2 separate regions of the Sus scrofa genome follow, and region 2 is linked to region 1. The links are chromatin contacts, called in public HiChIP or PLAC-seq maps. All regions are on one chromosome and are shown on one strand. The core of a region is the stretch at or near the end of the contact, and the rest is flanking DNA. Distances in the headings are between cores, read along the strand shown.

Evidence for each region. HiChIP or PLAC-seq counts read pairs in DNA pulled down with a chosen protein or histone mark.
Region 2: an H3K27ac HiChIP or PLAC-seq map of alveolar macrophages shows a contact between it and region 1. The contact joins the promoter of LOC110261739 here to the promoter of VARS2 in region 1. A contact is called at or near these places in 2 of 47 Hi-C or Micro-C datasets (alveolar macrophages and embryonic fibroblasts) and 1 of 2 datasets of contacts at active chromatin or transcription factors (alveolar macrophages).

The regions. Positions count from the first base shown.
Region 1 is chr7:23,403,624-23,407,583 of Sscrofa11.1, forward strand. It overlaps VARS2 (valyl-tRNA synthetase 2, mitochondrial), which reads left to right and starts at 1,400. Exons shown (of 29, transcript NM_001123214.1): 1 at 1,400-1,600; 2 at 1,734-1,815; 3 at 1,931-2,031; 4 at 2,240-2,361; 5 at 2,465-2,531; 6 at 2,623-2,720; 7 at 3,332-3,413; 8 at 3,561-3,680. The coding sequence starts at 1,400. GTF2H4 (general transcription factor IIH subunit 4) reads left to right here. Exons shown (of 13, transcript NM_001123120.1): 13 at 333-505. The coding sequence ends at 505.
Region 2 is chr7:23,478,904-23,483,190 of Sscrofa11.1, forward strand. It overlaps LOC110261739 (protein PBMUCL2-like), which reads left to right and starts at 2,903. Exons shown (of 3, transcript XM_021100032.1): 1 at 2,903-2,930; 2 at 2,933-2,986. The coding sequence starts at 2,903.

The DNA of each region.
Region 1 (3,960 bases), core at 150-2,649:
TTATGGGGTGAGTCGACAGCAGTAAATGAACTGCTTCAAATCGGTGCAATGTGGATTAGCTAGAAGAGGGAAATGGCGAAGGATAATTCATAGTAATATACCTGGTTTGATAAGCATTAATGGGTTTTCTTATTGTATTATATTGACTTTCTGAATATGGCTGGATCACACTAGAGTTAGGATGAGCCCTAGAACAGGCAAACAGGATTCCTTTGTAAATGCGGGGGGCAAGCCCAGGCCGCTGCCCTGAGGCAGCCCCAGACTCTGGGCCCCGCGCCTCACCTCATGCTCTCACCTCTCTCTCGTCGCCGCTCCTGACCTGCGGACCCCAGGCGTCCTCTATAACCAGTTCCTGTCACAAGTGGACTTTGAGCTGCTGCTGGCCCACGCGCGGGAGCTGGGCGTCCTAGTGTTCGAGAACTCGGCAAAGCGGCTCATGGTGGTGACCCCGGCGGGACACAGCGACGTCAAGCGCTTCTGGAAGCGGCAGAAGCACAGCTCTTGAGACTGCGGGACCGGGCGGGACAGTACTGTGACAGTACCGTGACGGCGGGCCGCTTGGAGGCGGACGCCGCCTCAGAACTCAGGGGTATTTTTTATTCACACGTCAAGACTCTTCTTGTTTAATAAAATTGTGAAAATGAACCACGCGACCCGGGGCGCTTAGCCGGGAGGCGTCTCTTCGCGGAAGACGCGCTCCTCTCTTCTCCTCGTCGGCAGCCATTGGACTGGGAGGGGGAGGAGGTGGGGCCGAGGCCAGCGGCCGCGCCTGCGCCCCATCAGGGCCCCGCCTCCCTGCGCCGCGCGGCTTGCGGATCGCGTTCCGGCTTCGGCTTCTTCGGAGCCCCAGCCTCTGCCGCCCCTGCCGCGGGGCGCCCTGGGATAGCAGCCGGCCCACCCGGTGAGCGCGCGCGTAGGAGTGGGAAGCGCTGCGGGGCCGGGGCCCACGCGGTGACTGGCGGGAAGGCAGGGCAGTGAGCTGGGCCGGGGGCAGTGCGGACGGCCTCGTGGGAGGACAGAGTTCGCAGTGACCCTGGAGGGACTCCTTGCCGGCTCTTGGGAACGCCGATGTCTATCAACTCCGCGAATCCCTGAATCCTTTCCCTGCCTCTGTCCGCATCTCTGTTTCCCCCACGTCGCAGATAAACAGGTTGAAGGCCTGAGACTCCGACCCTGTCCCAGAAGAGCCTTGATCTCTATGACTCCAGGACCCTGTCGACACCATGCACACTAGTCCTCACGGAGGAATGGGTTATGTGGGGTGGGGTCGATATTTGACAGACCAAGGAGACGGGAAGTAAGGAATAGGGTGTAACAGGAGGTGTGACCTTTTCTCACACCCATACCTTCTAATGTGCTCTGTCTGGAACAGATCCTGGCCCCTTTGCAAGCACTCCTGATGCCTCACTTGCCTCTGGCTTCCTTTCGACCACCGCTTAGGGGACTGAGGCCCACACGGTGCTTCCCCAGGTCCCATTCCCTTTCCACTCAGTCAGAGCCCCATGGATCACCCATCTCACGGAGAAACCGTGAAGCCAAACAGAAGCGCCTGCGAGAGAAGCAGGCGGCGCTGGAGACTGGCATAGCAGCAAAGGGCAAGGTTAGGAGTCAGATAGCGTGTCCTTGGTTCTCTGAGGGGGCTTGGGAGGGAGCTGGAGGAGAGACTGGCTGGATTCCTTATGCCTGGGGTACACTGGAGTTGCAACCCCTTTTCTGGTCGCTTCTCTCCCCAGCCACCTGCAGAATCCACTAAGGCCTGGACTCCTAAGGAGATAGTGTTGTATGAAATCCCCACGGAACACGGTGAAAAGAAAGGTAATTAAGAACTGGAAGGCCTCTTCCCTCACAATTTTATCGCCTCTTTGGTTTGCTGAAATGCAACCTGGGAACAAAATCCAGGAGTTAGTGGAGCTCTTGTCTGTCGCCATAGATGTCTCCCGGCCCCTGCCTCCTGCATACAGCCCCCGGTATGTTGAGGCTGCCTGGTACCCATGGTGGGTGCGAGAGGGCTTCTTCAAACCAGAATATCAGGTTAGTACCCAGCAGGGAGGAGTGCTAAGTGGTCCACAAGGCGAAATGGCTGGTGGAGTTGGTGTCTCCACAATTGTTCTCTGTAGGTTTTTCCCTTCCTTATTAATTTGCTTATTTTTTCTGCATTTCTTTCTGCCTTGCAGACACCAGAGGGTGCTATTTCTCCAGGGAACATCCAGCCCTCTCTGACTTTTCTCCTTGCTTCTAGACCAGGCTGCCTCAGGCTACAGGGGAGACCTTTTCCATGTGTATCCCACCCCCTAACGTCACTGGCTCCCTGCACATCGGGCACGCCCTGACGGTGGCCATACAGGATGCCCTCGTGCGCTGGTGAGAGGAGAATGGGCTACTTGAGTTCTGGAGGGGAAGGAGAAAGTGTGCGAAGGATAAACAGGTAAGGCCAGGGATTCATGTGAGGTTATTTCTTTTGCAGGCACCGGATGCGTGGGGATCGGGTGCTGTGGGTCCCTGGCTCAGATCATGCAGGGATTGCTACTCAAGTATGTTTTTTGCCACTTTTCCCTTTTCTTGGGTGAAAGAGCTTTCTTCCCCCAAAGTGACCCGATTCTCTGCGCCCTCATCTTACTGTAGGCTGTGGTGGAGAAAAAGCTGTGGAAGGAACGAGGGCTGAGGAGACGTGAGCTGAGCCGAGAAGACTTCCTTAGGGAGGTGTGGAAGTGGAAGGAGGAGTGAGTATGGTGGGCGGGGCGGGAGGGGCCAATGCCACAGGTTTGGGTCCTGGCTTTCCAGCCCCTCTCCCCTAACGCGTAGGCGAGGCTCTTCTCATTCAGTCCTAACTTCCCATGGTGACGTAAGCTCTGGGAGCATTTGGTGGGGTCTCCGAGCTTGGGGTGTGTGTGTGTGTGTGTGCGTGCGCGTGCACGTTGTATACACTGAAAAGTATTTATGTATGTGCATGTATATATGTGTGAATTTTTCTTCTCCCTTTATCCTGTTTCCTGTGTTTAGATTTCATCGTCTCTCCTCTTCACTTATTCCCACTTCCCATCCACTTGAAATTACCCTCTTTCTTCCAGGTCTGTTATCACATGCCATTTTCTCTGTAAAGCTTCTTTGGGTTTCTCACAAATCAGCTGCTTCTTCCCCTGTTACCGCAGAACTTTTATGCTTCTTTCATTGTCCTAGAAGGCCCCATTCTGGGTTTATCTGTCTCCATTGGCTTCGAGAGGCTAGATCAATGCCAAACTCACTCCAGCACCCGGCATAAGTGGGGTTTCACTGGGCTTGGTGTGTAGTTGGTGTTTGGGGCATGTTTGCTGCCCAAAATCTCTCGGCATAGGAAGGGTGGAGAGATCTGTCAGCAGCTCCGCGTGCTGGGGGCCTCCCTGGACTGGGACCGAGAATGTTTTACCATGGATGCTGTGAGTGCCACAGTCCCTGTGGGTGTCAGGGAGGTGTTTAGAGATCTCTATAGGGAGGCGGGCTGCTGTGTGTGTTGGGGTGGGGAGGGTACCGCAGCTTGAGTGGGGCCATTGTGGACACTGATGTGGACACTCAGGTCATTCTAGGGCTCCTCAGTGGCTGTGACGGAAGCTTTTGTGCGGCTCTACAAGGCTGGGCTGTTGTACCGGAGCCGGCAGCTTGTCAACTGGTCTTGCGCCTTACGATCTGCCATCTCAGATATTGAGGTGAGGCAGAGAAAGAGAACTGGGTTTGTGAGAGTGCCGAGGCAGGGGCAGAGCTTGGACTCTGGAGCCAGGTGGTCTGGATTCACATCTGAGTCCCACCACCTCCCAGCTGTGTGACTCCCGGCTGGCTGTTAGCCTCTATCAGTCTCAGTGTCCTCAGTCTATAAATTAGGGGTGATGGAAATGCCTGTCTCATGGGGATGTTCTAAGAATTACATGATGACTCCTGGAAGGGGTTGGCACAATACCGGTGCATGGTTTAAATACTTAGTAAATGTGA
Region 2 (4,287 bases), core at 1,653-4,152, 77 kb after region 1:
AGAAGGAAGGACAAACTCACAATAATAATTACTGTAGGCAAGATGCACCAATAGTGGCCCAAATTAAGGAGTGAGAGTTTAAGCAAAAATAGGGTATTTGCATAGTCTCAATTATCCCCCCAAATATTTAGGAATTACAAAGGGATACAGAGTAACTCTATAGTGGAGAATTCTTTCAGACACCACTTAAGTGACTGATGAAGGTTAGCATCAGGAGTAATAAGGCACATTGACGGCAGGAGCTCCCTGATGAGGTGCACCGAGAGGGGCACATCTTCTCTGCAGTATCCTTCCCAACAAACCATGACCATGATTTAATCATTAAATAAAATTAATGATAAGAAAACAAACAAACCAACATTCCATAAAATGTTGATATTCTTCAAAAGTGTCAACATCTGGGCGTTCCCATCATGGCTCCGTGGAAACGAATTTGACTAGCATTCATGAAGATGACAGTTCGATTCCTGGCCTCAGTCAGTGGGTTAAGGATCTGGCATTGCCGAGACACAGCTCAGATCTGGTGTTGCTCTGGCTGTGGTGTAGGCCGACAGGTGCAGCTCTGATTCTACCCCTCCCCTGAGAATTTCCATATGCTGCAGGTGCAGCCCTAAAAAGGACAAAAAAAAGTCTCAACATCATGAAAGACAAAGATAGAGGAACTGTTACAGACTGGAGGAGACCTGTGAGTAAATACAATGCAGAATCCTGGATTATATCCTGGAATAGAAAAAGGACATCAATGGAAAAACACATGAACTCTTTATAAATTCTGTAGTTTAGTGAATAGTGCTGTACCATTGTTAACTTCTTAGTTTCTGTAATTGCATAAATTACATAATTTCTCTGTACTATCTTTGCAACTCTCCTATAATCTAAAATTATCTCAAAATAAAAAGTTTTAAAATAAAACAAAAAAGCCTCAAAGATCTGAGGCTACAGAAAAAAGGTGAATTTTACTATATGCAAATTGTACCTCTTGACTTAAAAAAAATAACATCTTTTCCTTATGACAGTCCTTTAAAATATATTCATTGGTTATATGAAATACATAGGAATTCTCTTTTTGGTTGTGCCTGCAGCATGCAAAATTTCCCGGGCTGTGCATCGAACCCATTCCACAGTGGTGACAATGCCAGACCCTTAACCCACTGACCCACCAGAGAACTCCAAAATATATATGAATTCTTTTTTTTTTTTTTTTTGTCTTTTTTTTTTTTTTTTTTGCTATTTCTTGGGCCGCTCCCGCGGCATATGGAGGTTCCCAGGCTAGGGGTCCAATCGGAGCTGTGGCCACCAGCCTACGCCAGAGCCGCAGCAACGCAGGATCCGAGCCGCGTCTGCAACCTACACCACAGCTCATGGCAACGCCAGATCGTTAACCCACTGAGCAAGGCCAGGGATCGAACCCGCAACCTCATGGTTCCTAGTCGGATTCGTTAACCACTGCGCCACGACGGGAACTCCTGAATTCTTTTTTTTAATCTTTTTTTTTAGGGCTGCACCCAAGGCATATGGAAATTCCCAGGCTAAGGGTCAAATCAGAGCTGTAGCCACCAGCCTATGCCACAACCACACCAATGCCTGATCTGAGCCGTGTCTTTGACCTACACCACAGCTCACAGCAATGTTAGATCCTTAACCCACTGACTGAGGATTAACCCACTAACCTGTGTCCTCATGGATACTAGTTGGCTTCGTTACCACCGAGCCACAATGAAACTCCTATGTATGAATTCTTAATATATCTAAATAATATTCTTCTTGAAAATATTTAATTCATTCAAACAAAATTAGTAGTTGAAATAACCAGTTAAGTTTTGTAAACCGTCCATTCAATAAGTTGACTTTCACAGAATCAGCTGCAATCTGAGAAGGGACCATTGCCCAAGCCCTTCTATAATTCCTGAGTTCCTCTTCTATTTAAGAAAACACTGGAGGAGTTCCCTGGTGGCCTAGTGGTTGTCACAGCTGTGGTTCAGGTTTCCTAGCCTGGGAACTTCTGCATGCTGCGGGTGCATCCAAAAAAAAAAAAAAAAAAAAAAAAAAAAGGATACTGGCAAAGAGAGAAGCCCCACAAATGGCAGGAAATTTCCTACCCCTGAACGAAAACAAGCCTCAATAATGTTCTGGACGCTAAAGGAGGCAGGGATGGAAGTCAGAAAAGGGAGAAGTACGGGTCCTCTTATTCCAACCTCTCCTGATGAGACCTTTGAACTAATTTCTCTAGTAATTGAGGAAATCTTGGTGGGGGTGAGGGCACTGGAGTAGTAGGAGCAAGGAGGTGACTCTGCAGGTGGGAGAGAAACCACTGAAAAGGATTTGGGTGGATGTCTGGAGAAGGGAGAGGTTTTGAAGACAGAGAGGTTGGGTGTTTCTGCCCCCCTCATCGACGCTCCTCCTTTCGGTTAAGTGCCAAGGTGCTCCATGCCCTCTGTCACCTCGTCCTTCTCACTCCACGACTATCCCCCAGGCAGGCTGAAGAGACTCGCCTTGTCACCGCCGCCAGACCCCTCCCACTTCCGGGAAAGGAAGTCCAAGCCCCCTCTCATCTCTGAGACGCTGGGGCGGGACGGCTTTCCTCCTGCACTCGCGGCAGCCCTCTCTGCCCTGCCGCTCCTCTGCAAGAGATTCCTCTTCCCTGACTGATAGAAAGTACAGGAGCAGGCAGTTCCTCCCCAAAAGAAGGAAGGAAGACCCAGGCGTCCTGGATTCCCCTGGGAGCAGCACACATAAACCCCAGACACGTTGTGCTTAAGAAGGAAAGCTACAAGTGGAGAGAAGGAAGGAGAAAAAGACAACCGGCTTCTAGCCCATGTGGAGTGTCTTGAGATGAAAAAGAAAATGCACTGCCACATCCCTTCTCCTGCTGCTGCGGTATTTGGTAGTGGGTGAATGAACAATGTTTGGAGAGAAAGGTGCAAGGGTTCCCCAATCTGGAGAGGAGGGGTCAGGATCCCTGGGAAAGGACCCTCTCAGGACACAGGCGGGCACAGACTGTGGAGGTGAGGAATAGCTGAGACCCCCTTGTGAAGCTCTGGATGCTGCACCCGCCCCAGCTCCTCACCATAGGGAATTAGCTTTCCAGGGTCCAGTTTGTTCTCTTTCTCACATCCTCTTTTAAGGAAATTCTCTGCTTTTGATTATTTAGTTTAGTTTCTGTTACCTTCCATGAGAAGTGAAAGATCTGAGCCCTATTTGAGGAATTTGGGGAATCAGCAGCAGGTAGGGGAACTGCTTTGGGCAAAGGAAACCCAAACTCCAAAATTTACACCATGTGACGCAGGCTACATTTATTCATAAGAGCAAATACTCTCCCACAGTGTTTCCTGGTGGCCTAGCAGGTTAAGGATGTGGCATTGTTACCACTGCGGCGCAAGTTTGATCCCTGGCCCGGGCATGTCCACATTACCATGAACTCAGCACAAAAAAAGAATAAATACTGCCAGTCCTGATGCCCTTCAGGGAGAGTGGGGGGAGATGGAGAAGATTCACGTCTTCTTTCTACTTATACCCAGTTCACTGCTGCTGTCAACCCCAACGAGATCATACCCACAGCCCCTTATAATGCCTCCTATCCTCAAACCACCTCATATCACTTGCCTTCAATTTTGCTGCTTTAGCCCCAGATCTGGCCCAGGAGCTGCTTCAGGCTAAATCATCTATACCCAGCCATGATCTGAATCCAATCTCCAAGAAGAATTGTGGCTCCTGCCTCACTTGTTTATGGAGATCCAGGCGTAACTGGATGAGAGGCGGCACGTGCAAACATGGAGTCAGAATACTGGACTGCTGAAAACACTTACTTTTCCATGGAAAAAGACCAGAACCGTACAGCACAGAAACAAAGGTTGGGTGAGAAGACCTTCTAAGGACATGGCTTAGCTCTGGATACTCCATACCGTAATGTGTGTTGTGGAATATGTTTTGTCAGAATGAAATCTAAAATATCAGATGATCCTTTTTTTTCAATACTTTTTTTTTTTTTTTTTTTGTCTTTTCTAGGGCCGCACCTGCGGCATATGGAGGTTCCCAGGCTAGGGCTCGAATTGGAGCTGTAGCCGCTGGCCTACGCCAGAGCCACAGCCATGCAGGATCCGAGCCGTGTCTGCAACCTACACCACAGCTCATGGCAACGCTGGATCCTTAACCCACTGAACAAAGCCAGAGATCGAACCCGCAACCTCATGGTTCCTAGTCGGATTCGTTAACCACTGAGCCACGACAGGAACTCCTAAAATATCACATGATCCCTAACTCAAATAAATCCAAACACAACAATGAACT